Linked DNA regions of Ovis canadensis: region 1 is linked to region 2. The links are chromatin contacts, called in public Hi-C maps. All regions are on one chromosome and are shown on one strand. The core of a region is the stretch at or near the end of the contact, and the rest is flanking DNA. Distances in the headings are between cores, read along the strand shown.

Region 1 (2,700 bases), core at 197-2,696, 990 kb after region 2:
CCCCAGCTTCCTTGAAGTCAGCTCTCTTGGGGTCACCTGAGATACTGTCTCCTGGGCTGAGTCCTAACATTTCCACCAAATAAAACCTAACTCTCAACTTTTAGGTTGCGTATATTTGTTTAATCGACAGTTCACCTGCATCCTTTTGCTTCTGTTTCCTAGCATCTCTTTGAGTGACATCACCAATTCTGTGACTGTGATGATAAGAAGAGACGCGTGTTCTACATTCCCCTGCTCCCATACAGGCCAAGCTTTTCTGGGGTTCCTGTCTGTGCTCTTTGCTTGAAGGCAGAGCATTCTGAGCCTCAAGTTGGAAGGGCCTGCATCCCTGAAACTCCTCATGGAAGAGCATCACCAACCCTTATCTAGGCTTTTCCACGGGAAAGAAAGAAAAAATTTCTTGTGTGAGTTTTTTTTAAACTTTTTATTTCATATTGGAGAGTATAGCAAAGCTGTAATAGATAGATTCAGGTGAACAGCAAAGCCACTCGGCCATATATATACCTGTACCCATTCCCCCCCAGACTCCCTTCCCATCCAGCCTGCCACATCACATCGAGCAGAGTTCCCTGTGCTATACAGCAAGTCCTGGCTGGTTGCGGTGTATGTGTATGTGTGTTCAGTTGTGTCCGATTCTTTGTGATCCCCTGGACTGTAGCCCACCAGGCTCCTCCACCCATGGGATTTTCCAGGTAAGAATACTGGAATAGGTTGCCGTTCCCTCCTTCAGGAGATCTGCCCTATCCAGGGATCAAAACTGCATCTCCTGCACTGGCAGGCATATTCTTTCCCACTGAGCCGCTGGGAAGCCCCTTTGTTGGTTATCTATTTTAGATATAGCCATGTGTACATATCCATCCCAAACACCCTAACTATCCTTTCCCTCCACTCACCCCAGCAACCATAAATTTCTTCTCTAAGTCTGTGAGTCTGTTTCTGTTTCACAAATAAGTTCATTTTATCATTTCTGTTCGATTCTGCATATAACAGATGTCATACGGTATTTCTCAGAAAGAAAATTTCTTAATTGTTTTGGAGGAATTTGTCATTATACATGAATGTGGTAGGCAGTGACATCATACCTACTCTGGAGCCTGAAGAGGACAAATCCTCTACTTCCCCACCACGGCAGGTTCATGGGAAGTCTGTGAGTATGGTCTTCTTCCCTGGCCTCCACATCCTGGGGAACAAAGCCCACTGCAGGTTCACACCCTGGGCTTGCTGCCTTTCCTGCAAGCCAGCCTCCCCAAGCCCCCTTAGTCAGTTCTATTTTCCAAGCCCCACCCTTCATCGCCCCAGTGACTCTGATCCCTCAACATCCTTTTCAAAACTTTCCTTTTTGCACAAGAGAGCCAGGGGCGGTCTCTGGCTTCCCACCAAGACCCCTGACTAATATGCTTGATATCAGCAGGGGAAAAATGTTTACACATACTTTGTCTGTTGTCAGCCAAGCCGGCCACCCCTCCTCCCCGCAACTCGATGGGATGCTGAGGCCAAGCGGCACGCCCTTGGCAGGAACACAGGCTTATAAATTTACAACAGTCCAAACAGCCTGGCCTGGTCATCATTTGGCCACGAAGTGCGTGTTGGCAGAGAAGCGCCAGTGAAGGCGTTGCTGAATTCCATGAGCAGCGTCTGATTTCTGAGTGTCAGTGATAGGACCTGATTCCACTAGGAGAAAGGTCAGGGGAGCTCACACCGCCACTCTGAAGATGGCAGGCATGGAGGTGAGCCTTGGTGACCCCTTGACGGCCAGTTTGGTTCCAGTTTTGTTACATGAATCACCCTGCGATGGTGTTACCGACATGAGTCTGGAGGCAGTGTGGATGACCCCTCGCCCCACCAGCTGGTTCTCCTCCTGCCCCTCAGCCCCTGATCGGAAAGACAGCCTTGCTGTTGTTGCTGTTTACTCTTTGCAACCCCGTGGACTGTAGCCCGCCAGGCTCCTCTGTCCATGGGATTTCCCAGGGGCAAAAATACTGGAGTGGGTTGCCGTTTCCTCCTCCAGCGGATCTTCCCAACCCAGGGATCAAACGTGGATCTCCTGCATTGCAGGTGGATTCTTTACCGCTGAGCCACCCGGAAGCCCAAAAGACAGCCTGGTTCTGTGTCAGATAAGACAATGCCAACTTCAGGAACAAGCAAATCCAGAATCGCCGATGCCCACCCACCACTTCTCGCTCACACAGACCCCAGATTGTGGTCATACTCACACAGATCTCTGTGTGGTGACCAGGACCAGGGCACCTTCAACCAACTGACCTCTCTCAAGCCAGCAGGCGGGCCCTCGAGGAAACGGCTGCTGCTGAGGGGTGATTCCCAGGTCAAGACTGGAAGCATCACGTTCGATCCACTCACTTCCATCAGCCACACCCACATGCGTGGGAAGCCCTGTGGCCGCCGAAGGACAGGAAACCCTGGGCCCCCGAAGAAAGGAGAGACAGGACCAGCAGCACTCCCACTCCATGGACCCCCAGTCACTCCCCGGCCACCCAGCCTAAGCAGCATGTGTCCCACAGGACCAGCAGCACTCCCGCTCCATGGACCCCCAGTCACTCCCCGGCCACCCAGCCTAAGGAGCATGTGTCCGACAGGACCAGCAGCACTCCCGCTCTGCAGACGCCCAGTCACTCCCCGGCCACGCAGCCTAAGCAGCATGTGTCCCACAGGACCAGCACGTTCATGGCCACCTGCCTTACA
Region 2 (2,956 bases), core at 80-2,579:
GGGGACCAGGGCAGGTGGGTGGGGGCGGCCAGAGACTGTTCCTCACCCAGAACCTGTGGCCAAGTCCTGCCAACCACGGGGCTGTGGATGCCCCCCAAATGCTTGCACTGGCCTGAAATCCACCTGGAGCTCGAGAATGCTAATAGCCTGGGAGCGGAGCCCTGCCAGCACCCTTCTAGGAGACTACTGAGGGCCAGGTGCAGAGGCAGGGAGCCCAAGTGAGGGCAACTGCAGGGTGGAAGCCTCAGAAGGAATCTGCTTAATCCATCAGCCCCCATGTGCCCACACCTGGCCTCCCCGGGCCTGGGGGTGGAGACTCATAAAGTGTGATCTAAATCTTCCAAGTCCCAAGGAGGAGGCTCCAAGCCTGGCGGACTGAACGGGGGAGGGGACGTGGGAAGAGGCCACTGCGCAGCCCCTCGGTATGGTTTCCAAGCCAGTGGGACACAGCTGATACTGGGCGGGGGGGAAGCGCAGGATAAGGTGGTGGGGCTACATCCGAGCCTGCGAATTGTGTGGGACACCTCATCAGGTTCAGGACGAGGACAAGGGTGGCAAGGCAAGGCTGGCCGTCCTGGGGGTGGAAGGGAACAGGAAATAGGGCCAAGGTCCATGCTTAGTGGAGGGTTGGGGGTCGGTTCCCTTGTTCCTCAACATCCTCAACGAAGCAAACTCGAAACCACCAGCTTTCCGGGGCGCCCACACTCCGCAGCTCCGTCCTTTTCTCTGTTGTGGGTGCGCACCTCCCACCCCCGCCACTCCCACTGGGAACGCACGCGGGATGCCCAGCTCTGGGCGGCTGCGACTGCTGTCCCATCCGCCTCAGGGGCCTCTTTGGGGCTGCACGTAGTCGGGGACAGGGCTTCGGCCAGGTAAGCCGCCAACCTCCGAGGGTTCCTGCGACTGCGGCGGGCTCCCGGCGCACGCAGCCCAGGAGGGACCCAGCGCGGCTCTCCCAGATCCGGGTGGGCACGCGTCAGACACTCAGCCTACGACCCAGCCTCAGCTTTCCCGCCCAGGAAATGGGTCCAGGGCGTCCGGGTTCCCGCAGGCGCCCTGATGGGGTCTCCCCGGGCCGCGGGAGCCCGCCTCCCGGCCGCACACTCACCACTCCCAGGCTGAGGTCCTCCGCGTGGGGCGCGGGCGCCGCGTAGCCCCCACGAGCGGCCAGCGCGAGCAGCAGCAGCGGCAGCGGCGGGACCCCGGCCCGGGGAAACGGCGGGCCGGGTCCCCGGGCGGCGCGGCTCCGCATCGCGCTCAAAGGGCGGGCGGCGCAGCGGTGGCAGTTCCCCGGCGCCCGTGCGCCCCGCGCCCGCGCCCGGCTCCCGGCCCGACTGAGCCCAGCGCCGCCTCCCAGCGGCGGGGCGGGACATGCTAATATATGCTAATGACCGCCGGCGGCGCTCGCCCCGCCCCTCCTTAAAGGGTCCGCGTCCCGCTCCAGCCAGAGTCCCGCGCCCCCGAGAGGATGCTCAGATTCCGCACACGCCCCCGCCCGGCGAATCCACACGGGCACCTTGGCTGTGGCGGCCCGAAGGAAGGCACTTCTCAAGTGTCCCCAGACGGCCCCGGGGGAAGCGGAGGCCTGCTGGCGGGAGCACAGAGTCCGGAGCTCGGGGCCGCCCGCCGGGGGACGGACCCGTCCTCTCCCTTCAGACCGCGCGAACGCGGACCTCGAGCTGAGCACGGATTCGCGGTCACTGGTGGGGACCCGGAGCGGCAGCCGCACAGCGCCCGGCGAACGCTTGGGGGAGCCTTTGCACCGTGGTAGAAAGGAGGTGGGGGCTGGGTGGGCTTGAGCGGTGGGGGTCGGGTGAGGGGCGAGGTGCGAGAGTGGGAGGGGTCGGCGTAGGGGTGGGCACCGAGAGGGGGTCGGGGGGTGGGCGAGGGGGAGGAGCCGGGTTGCGGTGAAGCTAGGGCGGGGGGATCTTGGGAGGGGCTGGGATGAGAGCTGGGGCGGTGGGACCGACTCTGGTGGGGTCTGGGAGCTACTGGGGGTCAGCGAAGACCCGGGGTTGCGCTTATTGAGGATGTGGGGAGGGCAATGTTAGTAGCTGAAGTCTGCTGAGAGGTTAGTGTGTGCCGTGCACTAGTTAATCGCCTACCGTATATACCCGTTTACTTCTCACAACATCTTTCGAGATAGAAACTATCATTCCATTTTTCAAATGAGGAAACTGAGGCCTCAGAGGAATAAACTAACTTGTGGGAGGTCACAGAGCCAAAGGATCAAAGGATCCCCAGGGCATGTGGGGGCCAAGGTTCCAATGTAAATATCCCTACACCTCAGTTACAATTCCTACAACCTCTCCCCTCCCACGCCCCACCCCCACTCTCAGCTCCTGCTGTCGATTGTGGTCCAGTTCTAGAGGCCCAGGCACTTCTGAACCCACGTCCCCCAGTCTGAGGGAAGCGGTGGCCCCTCCACTGAAGTGTGGTCTGGGTTTCAGGGCAGAGTCCCCTCCCTACTGGCTCCCCTCTGGGAAGGTCTTGCTTATCCTACTCCCCGCCAACCCTCACCCTTACTCTCAGAGCCTCAGTGGCCTGTTCTGGAGCATGGAGACTCTGCACCTGCTCAGAAGACCATTATATTGTTCTGCTGAGATCAGATTCAGCAAGGACCCTTCCCTGACCATTCACAGGCATACCCCCCAACTTTGCTCAAGCGCTAGTGGCAAAAACCTAGCTCACACTGGCTCTGGTCAGGGAAAGGAAATCTATAGGCTCAGTAAACTGGGGCATTTCGGAGCACACTGACGTCAGGCAGGGCTGGATCAAGTTGCACAAAGACGTGATCAGAATACGGTTTCTTTTTCCATCTCTGTGTTGGCTTCATCCTCAGGCAACATTTCTCCAAATGGCAGCAAAGGCAGTTTAGCAAACCCAGCAGACTGACTCTTAAGCCACAGTTCTGAGGCCATCTCTCATTGGATGCTGTGGACCATGTGCCCAGCCC

Evidence for each region. A called contact is a pair of places that touch in the nucleus more often than the background predicts.
Region 1: a contact with region 2 is called in a Hi-C map of lung, with 6 times the contacts expected there. The contact joins the enhancer-like site here to the promoter of MMP17 in region 2. A contact is called at or near these places in 2 of 2 Hi-C or Micro-C datasets (fibroblasts and lung).

What each region holds. Positions count from the first base shown.
Region 1 is chr17:56,636,030-56,638,729 of ARS-UI_OviCan_v2, forward strand. No RefSeq gene overlaps it. Among named protein-coding and RNA genes, the nearest start is that of ADGRD1, 37 kb to the left of the region's middle. Within about 2 kb of position 1,447, the one cell type or tissue checked has open chromatin away from gene starts, as enhancers often do. A contact at or near this core is called in fibroblasts, where this site is marked.
Region 2 is chr17:55,643,284-55,646,239 of ARS-UI_OviCan_v2, forward strand. MMP17 (matrix metallopeptidase 17) reads right to left here and starts at 1,330. Exons shown (of 10, transcript XM_069556607.1): 1 at 1,109-1,330. The coding sequence starts at 1,252.